Linked DNA regions of Zea mays: region 1 is linked to region 2. Evidence: chromatin contacts called from public HiChIP or PLAC-seq data. All regions are on one chromosome and are shown on one strand. The core of a region is the stretch at or near the end of the contact, and the rest is flanking DNA. Distances in the headings are between cores, read along the strand shown. Region 1 holds the start of LOC100279868. Region 2 has its middle 48 kb from the start of LOC103646132.

Region 1 (6,015 bases), core at 1,774-4,273, 61 kb before region 2:
CGGAGGTGCTTTCTGTTGTAGATGGCCTCGAGCTGGTGGAAGTATGGGCAGGTCTTGGAGTCCTCGGGCCGCTTCTTGTTGCTCTCCTTCACCTTCTTGTAGTACTTGTTGATGTTCTCCCACTTCTCCTTGCACCGCTTGGAGCTCCGGTTGTATCCCAGCCGCCGCATCCCGGACGAAATATCCTCCCAGAGAGGACCCTTGGGACCTGTCTCCTGGTAGCGCATGTCCAGGTCCATGCGCAGCTGGATGAGCGCGTGCACCTCGGTCTTGGGCCACCGCGATGACGACGCCGCACCTCCATCCCCTCCTCCTAGCCCGGAATCGACGTGGTGCTCCGTGGCGGCGACGGGCACCAGCTCGAGTGACTGGCTAGACGCCGGGGGCAAGCTGCGCGGCGTGCCGGCGTCCTGCTGCGACGTATCCTTCGGTTGCTGCTGTGGCGGTTGCTGCTGGAGCGGCGCGGCTGAGATTGGCTTCGACTGCGGTGTCGCCTGGCCGGCCTGGGGCGACGGCGGCGGCGGTTGCTGCTGCTGGCGAGAAGGTTGTTTCGGCGGCGTGGTATGGACTGACACCGGTGCTGGCATTGGGACAACAACGGCGGTAGCAGGGGGCTGCACGGACTGCCCGCCGATGCGCTGGAGGAAGGCGATGATGGCGGCGTCCCTGGAGGCCGCGGCGGCGCGCTCCTGAGCGAGCTGCTCCTGCTCGCGGTTGAGGCGGGCGACCTCCTGCCTGCGCCACGCCTCCTCCCGAGCCGTGCGCTCGGCCTCCCGCTTCTCCATGGTCTCCAGGAACCGCCGCTGCATTTCCTCCTGCCTGTCGACGACCTGCTGCATGAGCCCCTCGAAGAAAGACATCATCTTGTTGCTGCTGCTGCCGCCGCCGTCGCCGCGCTTCCGCTTGCCGAGGCGGTCCTGGTTTCCGCCTGTCTCCGCCGTCATGTCGTCGTCCTCGGACTCGTCGTCGGACTCCGAGTCCGACATGGAAGAGAAGCTGAAGCCTTGCAGGTTGAGGGGCTGGTGGGCCACGAGCAGATCCACCGGTGCCGGGGCTGGGGCCGCCGATGATATGGGCGCTGGCTGCATCGGCCCTGTCAGCAGTGGCATTGAACTCAACGGCGGCGGCGCGGATACTGGCGCGGGGAAGGCGTGCAACGGCGGGGCGGCGCTGGATGCCGGCAACTGCTGCTGGGGCGTCGGGGATACTGGCGCGGCGAGGGCGTGCAACTGCGGGGCGGTGCTGGCTGCCGGCAAGTGCTGTGGTGGCGGCTGCGGCGCGGCTGCGTGCAACGCCTCCAGCTCCTCGAAGAAGCGGTAGCTCTTGCCGTCCTGCCTGCCGGCGCGGCCTTCCTTTGTGCGCTTGTAGTACTTGTGCACGTTCTCAAACTTCTCCTTGCACTTCTTGGCGCTCCTCTTGTAGCCCAGGTCGGCAAGCTTCCTGAAAGCCACAGCAGTGACAAAGACGCGTACACAAAGGTTCCGGTCAGCCATTACTTACGTGCAAAGAATCAAGTGATCGGCGAGGAAGAAGAATTAAATGATGGGCAGTGGCAGCGTTTACTGGAGGAAGCATCTAATGTAGTGGCATAACACATCAAGGCCTCTGGAGGAAAGAGACAAGAAGATGGGAAGAATTGGAATTTTGGAAGGACAGGCGAGAGCGAGGAGAGAAGAGTGCGAGCCGAAGGAGGTGGAGGTACTGCAGCAGAATGGAATTATAGTTAATCACAAACCATCTCGTATTTTTAGGGATCAGAGGGGATGTGAAGCTGATGATGCACTGGTGAGTCATGAAAGCAAGGAGGCCGCATTGGGATGGGAGAGGAAGGCTGCCTTCCTTCTTTTCCCAAAAACTGGAGCCATGAAAGCAGGAGACAGTGGCAGCCTGCAGCCTGCAGCGACGGCAGCAGCTGCCTGCACTCCCGCACTCACCACCGTGGTACGATCCCCAGGCGCGCAGGCGCCCAGATTCCTTCACCGGTTCACCCTACTGGCTACTGCACCTAGGAGTACTGCCTTCCAGCTCTCTCTCTCTCTCTCTCTGTCTCTCCCCTGCCGTCTCGCTGAAATCGAGACGCATTTGATTAGACTGGGACGGAAACGGGAAAACAAAACGAAATTCGAGGGGAATTGGGCGCAGCGAGCGACGCAGGATAATTATCCATCATTTCATGTGGGCGCGGCTGCTAAATTCCACGAAACCGTTAGCCGCTTTCCGCAGGGAAAAAAAATCATGCCGGAGACAGGCTTCTTGAACCAGACTGCAAATGCGTCTGGACGAGGACGACGACGAGTTCCCCTGTCTCTCTCTCTCTCGCTCCTTTACCTGGAGACGTCCTCCCATAGGGGGCCTTTGAGCGTCGCGTCGCGGAAGGTTGCGTCCATCTCCGACCGGATCCTGATGAGCGCCTGCGTCTCCTCCCGCGGCCACCGGTTGCTGGACGCGCCCGACGACCCGCCGCCGCCGCCGCCACTACCCATCGTCTCGTCGTCGAAGCCACTGGCAGCGGCGGCCCCAGGCACCATGGGCGCCAATTCTTCGTAGCTGGTCCTCGGTTGCTGCTGCGGCTGCGCCGACGGAGGCCTGCTGCTCAGCGGCATGGGACCGGTAGCAGCCGGCGTCGGCGAGAAGGGGCCCATGTCCGGCGGCGGGGCCCCGAACTGTGAGCCTCCGCCACCGCCGCCGCCGCCACCCTGGTGCTGCTGCTGCATGGCGGGTGCGCGCACCCCGGCCCGCCGCGGCGGTCCTCGGAAGGAAGGCAGAGGCAGGGAGGGATTAGTATAGCCGCCCTGCTGGGTAGCTGCGTGCGTACTTGTAGAAGTGACTGCCGGGACGACGGGATGGCTAACTCAGTAGAAGTAGCAATTGGGGAGGTGTTACTCCTACCTAGCTTGCTTTGCTAGTACTGGTACTGAATTGTAGGCATGCGCAGCTCAAGCGGCCGGCCATGCCAGCCTAGCTCCCTCCCCTCCTCTCTCTCCCACACACCGAGCGAGAGTGGTGCGGGTGGCGAGCGAGAGAGAGAGAGAGGGATGGTGGAATTGGAGGGAGAGGATGAAATTGGAAAAGAGGGGCTGGTACAAGTAGGGAAGGACGGGACGGGCGCCCGGCCGGAGGGCAAGCGCGCGGTGGGAGAAGGGCGAGGGTGGGGGGGAGAGAGAGAAGGAGAAGGGGTGGTGAAAAAGATGGGAGCGTGGACAACTGGAAAGGGTCCAAAGGGAAGAGGGAGAAAGAAAGAAGCAAGCAAAGAGGCCAGCGGCGCCGAGTGTGTGTGGGCGGTGGGCCTGTGCCTGTGGGGAGGGACGGGAGAGGAGAGGACGCCATGGCTGGCTGGCGGCCGATGGAGAGAGAGGGCAGGGCAGGGCAGGGCGCCTACAAAAGGAAGGGCTGGTGGCGCATGTACTGTCGTGTCGTACGCATGTGTATCTCCATCTATCTACCCTTCCTTCCCCCAGCACGAAACGCAACGCCGCGCGCGGCGCGAGAGCAATGACCTCTGCAGACTCGATGGATCCACGTCTCTATCTAATCCTTTCCCTGCGTACGTGTACGTATCGTATGCAGTGCTGGCCGGAACAACCAACCGATCAATGGTACGTATAGTGATCAGCGACCGTCGGGTACGCACAGCCTGTAACGGGGCCGGGGGTCGGGGGGCGGTGCCGTTTTATAGCGTGGGCCCCGTCCGCACGCCCATGGTGTGGTGCTGTGCATGGACACATGACGACGGAATTGATGAGCCGGGGCATGCGGACAAAACAGGGAGGGTGTGGGCTGCGCGGTAGCTAGCTAGAGAAGTAGAGAGTGAGTGAAACGGAACGGCCTGCGCCGACCGCGGCGGACACGTACGTACGTACCCTCCCTCCCGTGCCCAGTGCCCTGGTGGGGAGGGCGCGCGCGGACAACTAGGGCCACGCTGACATCGCCCTCGTCCCCGTTGGAGCACAGCGCATGCACGCGCCCGGGGCCCCCCTCACGCCCTCACGCCATTCACGCGCTGTATGCATGGGGCTTGTTTGGTTGAAGGCCTCCGCAGGCATATGGGCAGAAAATCTCAGCCATCATGCACTCATGAAGGCTTGTTTGTTGGTTGACATCCAGGCCATCGGTTTTGAGTGCCTCGCGGTGGGATCTATCTGCCTGACCGGCACTAGACCAGGGTTCCAACCAAACATGCCCTTCAGAGTCGATGCCTCGATGGCCTTGGACGATGCTTGGCTCAGGCAACTCTTTGCCACGCTCGCAACCAAACAAGCCGGGGTCCCCCGGCCCGCACGCCGTGACGTGCACATCCCACGTCCGTTCTGCATGCCCATGGCCATCTGTACCATCGGGCCGGGCTCCTCTATGGCTCTATGCCTCTATCTATCCGGTGTCCGCCGCCGTCGTCATGCACGCAGCGCAGCCCGCGTACTATAACTATACTACACGTCCGTGGCGTGGCGATAGAGTGACTGCGCGCTGCTGGTCAGCAATTAAGACCCGTTGCGTGAGCCACATCCCCTGGACAGAGGAGACATATACTGGAGTTTGCCTTCATCTGACTTCATGCAATGCAGGAACGCCGAGTACGTGTATATCGATCTTTATCTCTATCTATATATCCTCAGGCTAGCCTTTGCTACCTCCTGTATTACTCACTGCCGCTGGTGTGTGCTTGGCGTGGATATGGATAGACACGTACCTCTCTCCAGTCTAGCTAGCAAGCATCGGCGTCACACCAGAACTCGGCATGCAGGTGCCGCGCTTGCGCGCGCGGTCAATTATAATAATATCGACCAGCAAACATGAATGCAAGCAAAATGCACAACATAGCTTTTGCACATCTTGTTCGATCCTATCTCTAGCAATTTATTCATCCACATCTACTATTTCAAACTCCACTCTCTAAATATGACAGTGCACGGTGCAAAACAGTGTTTGGCAAGTTATGCGTATATATCTCTCCATCTCCTCGTTGAAGCTGTGTATCTGACGAGATCTACCACACAGCCGCCGCGTCGTCACGGCGACACACGTACGGCATGGCCGCATGACTGGCTAAGGAGTTGAACAGTCGCCACGAAGCCTTGCATTGCATGAGCCGACAGGCGACAGCGCGCGGCTGCTGTAAAAAAAAAAAACTCGGTGCTGCCGGGACGGGGGAGTGTCTCTCCGCTCTCCGGTTCCTAGAGCCGGCGTCGTCGCGACGTGCTTCAAACGGCAGAGGCCAGGAGACGGGCGCCCTAATGCCATATGGGTCCCAGCTGAAGCGGACGGTTGCGAATTTGCGATGAGGGGGACGCGGCAGTACAACGTGGTTGGCTGTGGGCCGGCCCGTCCCCGTACTTGTAGGCCCATGCGATGCAATGGTGCGTGGGATAAAGCGGTCATTTTCTCTTTTATTTGTGCGCGCGCACGTCCTTGTGCTCTATGTATGCCTGTATCCGGACAAACCATGTCTACGAAATTATTACCCGAAAAAATCTACCTTATGTATACGTACACGTACACGCACCTCACCTGCACGTATACGCAAAACTTCACCTGTATGTATCTCAGTATACCTGCACTTATGTCTTACCGGGTTTTTTTCTTCTTATTTTAGCCCTGCTTTTGTTAAGATTCTGTGTTTAGACATTTGGTAGAACTAAAACCAGATTTTTGACCCTGGGGATTGCGTCCGTAACCTGTACCACGGAAGTTATTATGGGTGCGTTTGGTTGAATGTACAAAGAGAGATGGAATGATGCGGCCACGTTTTCTATAATGTTTGGTTGAGAGTCAACCAGGGGCGAGGTGAACACCGGAGTGATTTTTGGGGGCGGCGTGATCCCAAAAAATCGAGGGGACGGTGGCGCCCCCGACTCATCCTACTTTGACATCAAACCAAACACACCCTATAAGACTCGACGCTATATGTCATAGCACCAAGGTACGACATCATAAACGATGTGGACATAACTGTGGCCTTGACGTATTATCACCAAAACACTATATAACCTATGATACCAATTTTGACATCATAGATCT
Region 2 (5,668 bases), core at 961-3,460:
CTTGTCCGGGGAGGGAGGGAGGGACCATGGACGACGACGCGCAAGTTTGCCTTGCCGTGGAAGCTACGAGATACTCCATCCCGTGCTCCACACCAGCCTGTATTTTTGTTTCTGTAGCGTCGCGACGCCGACTTGCATTGGCTCACTCGCGCGCGCTACCTGGATGGGTCACACGTCGAGCCGGCTCCGACTCCGATCGTCGGTCGGGGACCAGTACTGTGGCTGGTTTTTTTTCTTCTCCATCTCCCATCTCCCATCTCTCTTTGCATTGGCTCTCCCCGCCCGTTTCGGGCTCCTCGACCCATCTCGTCTTTCTTTACGCGCAGATCGATAGTCAGACAGATCGCATAGGCAGACTGGCAGAGCATCACTTGCTCCAGCCTCCAGCCAGCCACTGCCCACTGCCCACTGGTGAAGAATTCAGGCGGCTGGCCGTAGACAGAGTAGAGATGGCGGTGCAGTTGAGATCCCAGGAGGACACACACGACACGCACACGCAGTAGCGTCGGCTGGCCCAGCAGACAGCTCGCTCGCTCTATCTACAACTACAAATGCTGGCTTTTACTACCCGCCGGCTCCGCGCTCACATGCATGCATGAGCAGCATGACCCTGTTTGCTTCCCATCAATTTCACGAGCCTGCCCGGGCGGGACGAGATCGCTGGCGCGCGGCGCTTTGCGGTGCATGCCGCGGCGGTGCGATGCGTCGCAAAAGCTAGCTAGCGCTTTACACCCAGCAGAGAAAGGACGGTGCGGCGGGCTATTGGATGGATCGATGGACGCGACGAGGAACGAACCGCAAGCACGCACGCCACACAGCGCACCGCGCATGTTACCCCTGTCTCGCGGAGCTACGTAGCGTAGCGTAGCGTAGGAGTACCGGCCGGTGGCTGTGGTGGCGCAGGGGCGTCCGTCGGTAGCTTAGGTCGTCGTGTGTGCGATCGCGTCGAGTCGTCTGCTCTGGCGCGGACGGATCGATGGCCAGACAGCGGTACCGCGGAATAAAGCCACGGGGACCGGCCTTCCCCTCCGATCCCTTCTCGTGCGCCTCCGGGTTAGCAGACCTAGCTAGGTAGGTACTAGCAACCACCTGCCTTTTCCATCGCTCGCTATATCCCGGGGGCCAAACTTCCGGCGCGCCGCACGTACCCCAAATTCCACCGTTGGCACGCGCAACATTCTTTGGAGACTGGGGGGATCCAGTTCCAAGTGCACCGGCGGCCCGGTGGTGGCCCGGTGAACTCGCACGTTCGTCCACGAGCAACCAACACGCCCCCCATGACTCGGGAGTCCGGACGACGCGCTCCGATCCGCCCGTCTCACGGGGGCGTGGCACGCACGACAGGCCGGGACGACACTGTCCCCATTGGCGTTAGATGCGCTGCTCACTGCCAAAATCGAAGATGACAGTGCGCGCCCCACCGCTCCACGCCTCTTGTTACATATCTCCATCTCCATCCGTTTGGGGACTGGGCGTTCGGTGATGAAGGCGCGCGCCCACGAAGCAGTGATGAAGGCGAGGCGCGCGTCGGCGAGGCAGAGAGCTACCTACCGCTAGCTGTGGGGAGGGGGGTCACTGTTCACGCGAGTAGGCAGCGTCACATGCCAGCGTAGCGTAGCAGCGTGCCGCCGGGGAAGCCACGCCGGCCGGGGTGGGCCAACAGGGGCTACCGCTAGCTGGGCATGCATACGGGAATTATTAGTACCTCATGTAAATAATTATGTATAATCAACAAATCATCGTGCATCACAGGCGGCGAATCTAGCAACGATCAACAGGGTACGGCGAGAGGGATCCAACGATCCGTCCACGTGCCCCTCCAGGCCTGTTTGCACAGGAGTTGCGGTATATGATTCCTCCTCCTCCTCACTCCGAGCATCTTTCTCACCTGTGAATTTGGTTGTGCAAGCTGCTATACAGCCTGCAGGCACGGTTGGCTGGTATGGCCGCAACAGTCAACCTCCGCATATATCATTAAAAAAAAGAGAGAGGCGGCCATCACTCGCCGTCGTTCGCGCCCGCCGCCGCCTCCGTAATCAAGCCCCACCCCGGCCGCGCAACCGTAACCCGTCGCGCGCCGGCCGGGAGTGGTCCGTAGTAGTAAAACCGTGCGCTTTATGGCCGCGCCGACAAGTTAGAGCCGCGCGCGACCCTTTTCCGGGCACGCGTCGCGTGGACGCGAGTGCGCGGACGCCCGACCGGCCGTTCCGTATCGTACCAGTCTAGCCGGGCCCCGACGAGACGACGGGCGCGGGCGCGGTGAAGGCACGCGGCACGCCTGTCCTCCGGGTCCGCGTGCGTGCCGGCCCGCGCCTGATGCACGTGAAAACGGATCGGGATCGGTAGAATCGGCCAGCAGGCGCTCGAAAAGCGCCCAGATCCTTTTTCATGGCGCGCGGCGCCGGCTATTTACGTGCCCATTTCCGTCCGGCCGGCCCCTTCGACTCTGGCCACCGCGTCGCGGAGATCGATCGATCCGCGTCGTGTTGCAGATCGTGCCTGGATCTGGACATACTACTAGCGCCGCGCGGCTGCAGGCGTGGCACCCGTCCTTGGTCAGGCACTCAGGCAGTACTAGTCTTGGTCAGGCAGCACTGGGCACGCACGACGTTAGCTCCATCAACTGGGCGCGTGCATGAAAGCGAGGGAGGCACACTAGTACCGCCGCCCGGCGGTGGTACAGCGCGCGCGCGCGCACCATGATTAGATCCGATCGCGGGCATGCCTCCAGATCTGACAGCCAGGATATGCAGGTGAGAGGTAGTTTAGCTCGACTGGCCGTGCCGGTGCTTCCCGCGGATTTGACACCTCGTCCACGTTCGCATCGATCGATCGATCGCTGGGCAGGACGATCCCTAGCTCGCGGCGGGGCCCCACGTCGTCCAGGTGAATCACGCCGTGCACGGCGGGTCGGCGGCAGCTGCTGGTCGAGCGAGGTGTAATATACTACTAATAGTTAACGATAATAATAAATATACTAAAAATGCACGGCATGGCGCAGAGAGGCAGAGGCAGCTGCTGGCGCTGCACCGGCAGCTCACTGCTGCAGATCTATAGTACTATGGATCAGAGACACCAGCTCTGTCCCAACAAAAATAAAACCCATTTTTATCGTATTTTAATATTAGTTCGATCAATCCAGATGAACAAATAATAATGTTTACTACTATTAGATTAGTTATAAAGCATACTGTTCCAATTGATCGATATGGAGCTATAAACATAAAACACACGAATACTATTTACCAAGAATTTGGTTAAATATAAAGTATTCTAACTAGAACGCATTCTTTTTCGGAAGATACAGTATAATAAAAACGGGCCCATGACGCGCCCACGGGCCACGGTTCCCCCAGAGTGGCGGTTGCAGCAGCCTGCCAGTGCCATCCCTAATAAAACTGCTTCTCGCTCGGAGTAGTATATTGCAGTTCCAGTTGTACCATTATTGTCGACTGTCCTGATCGAATCTATCTCTCTGGTATCTGAATCACTGCTTCGCATGCTTTATGGCCGGCTGCCTGCCGCTGCTATGTACGCTTCGGCGGCCGCCGGCCATCGGTGGATGGCACGTTTATTGTGCTGGGTTCATTTTAACCGAGCTGGATACTACTTAGACCATCTCCAATTGTTCTCTAAACACCTCTCTAAATCTTAAACTTAACAATCTTAAACTTAACAATTGAGGCGAAAAATAATACTCCAATAGTTCTTCAAATATACTTGCTAAATTTACTTACTTATCATCTAACTCAATTTGATCTAGACCCGATAACAACTTCCGCCGGCGCGTTTCTTTTTTTTTCAATTGACGAGGCACGCTCCGCCGCCGGACGGACGCTCCTCTACTCCTCTGAACTTGATGCCCACGCCGCCGGACGGACTCGCCCTGACGCCGTCCTCGGACGGACTGGTACAGACCGGACGCGAGCCCCTACTCTGTTCCTCTGTACTTGAGGCTGCCATTGTCGGACGGTTGTTCCAGAAAGGATCAGGTCTTCTCCCCGCGACTAACGACCCAGGTGCATCAGGACCCGCGACTAATTTAGGGAGCTTTTTTTCGGAGAACATGCTCTTACGTTCGTATTCTAACCCGAGGCCTGATAATTTATTGGATGCGACCTTTTTTTACACCACGTATAATAAATAGATAAAATACCGGCACGTCAACTAACGTTCAATGTGCCCTTTTCACCGTACACTTTTATGAGGTTTAATCTACTCTGTACTGCTGGAGTGCTAGTGAAGTGAGATCTTCGCCTTCATATTTGTCGCTCCTAGCTCATCGAACTTCAACTCCCATAGCCGCTCCTCCCAATTCTGAAAGTATAATATGCGCGAGTAATATATACGTCAGAGTCATGGTCTTAGGCTATCCGCACTCGTAGAACTCTAAATTTCTACTCTAAAAGGAATATTCTGTTCTTGTCAGCAAAATTCTTTACTCTATACTATAATTCTCCGCAGTCATATTTACTCTATATCTTAACTCTATACCAACTAACATATACTCTCTCCGTTTCTTTTTATTAGTCGCTGGATAGTGCAAAATTGCACTATCCAGCGACTAATAAAAAGAAACGGAGGGAGTATTATATCATTTATTTTCCATACTGTTTACGTTGTTGCACGTGCTGCTGCCGAATGGTGCTGCCACCGCATGCACTAGCTGTCACATGCACGGAGAGGATAGAGATATGCAGTAAAGGCAACGAAACTCTGTATATGGCGTTTTTTGAGCCTGCCCTTATTTTAGCGTGGCCAGACAGGGTGCCCGCTGCAGCAAAATGTCTACGCTATAGTGCACTCTATCTCCGTAGCGCTTCGTGTAGCGTTGCTCAGTGCGGACAGCCTTAGAATTCTTACCCTATATGTCAGTTCTCTAGTTTTGGGTTGAATCTGAGCAAACCCTCTCTAAGTCTTGGGTTTGTGTTCCTACTCCTACACTCCATTAAAGCAGCAAGCAGAAGATACAGAAGATAGGTTTTGCTTGTCTAGTGGTTTTGGTGTTGACGCCTTTTTTGGTGCCAGTTTTTTACAGCGTTTTCTCCTTTTATCTAATATATTGGAAGGCAATTCTTTTGCCTTTCCCTTTCAAAAAAAAAAGAAGATGCAGAAGAAAACTATTAGAACCCAATTTCTTAAGTCTCGGGTTTGTGTCAGTTCCTACTCCATTAAAGCAACAAGCATAAGGTCTTGTTCACTTATTCCCAATACACATGGATTGGATGGGTTTGGAAAAAATTATGAAGAAGTTTGACTTGCGTGGGATTCAAACTCATCCAATCCCATTCAATCCACATGGATTGAAGGCTAACCGAACAAGCCCTAAGATGGAGAAGAAAACTATTAGAACCCAATTTCTTTTGTGCACGGGAAAAGGAGGTCACCGTGCCGTTTTCTTTTGTGTGGTTACTGTTGCACGAGAACAGCATAGCACTGGGGGAGAGCCAGGAGGCGCTTTCTTTTGCTGATCCAACTCAAAGGATGCCCCATCAGAGCGGCGTGCATGCTCATGTCTCTCCAGGAATCTTTGCTTTCCCCGGCTTCATTCGATAGGCCTGATCAAAGCACCATTTGGCGACTCGCTCGTACTGACAAAATGCTTTAGCCCAGCGAAAATGACTCGTCCTGATACGTACGCAGCACCTACTTGGTTCGTAGCTAGCGC

What was found. HiChIP or PLAC-seq counts read pairs in DNA pulled down with a chosen protein or histone mark.
Region 1: an H3K4me3 HiChIP or PLAC-seq map of leaf shows a contact between it and region 2, with 6 times the contacts expected there. The contact joins the promoter of LOC100279868 here to the enhancer-like site in region 2. A contact is called at or near these places in 14 of 25 Hi-C or Micro-C datasets (bundle sheath, ear, endosperm and 5 more) and 2 of 3 datasets of contacts at active chromatin or transcription factors (leaf and seedling).

Annotation. Positions count from the first base shown.
Region 1 is chr2:23,227,639-23,233,653 of Zm-B73-REFERENCE-NAM-5.0, reverse strand. It overlaps LOC100279868, which reads right to left and starts at 3,023. Exons shown (of 3, transcript NM_001357861.1): 1 at 2,329-3,023; 2 at 1-1,440. The coding sequence starts at 2,714.
Region 2 is chr2:23,166,358-23,172,025 of Zm-B73-REFERENCE-NAM-5.0, reverse strand. No RefSeq gene overlaps it. Among protein-coding and RNA genes, the nearest start is that of LOC103646132, 48 kb to the right of the region's middle. Within about 2 kb of position 2,210, at least 19 of the 20 cell types and tissues checked have an H3K27ac peak or open chromatin away from gene starts, as enhancers often do. A contact at or near this core is called in bundle sheath, ear, endosperm and 5 more, where this site is marked.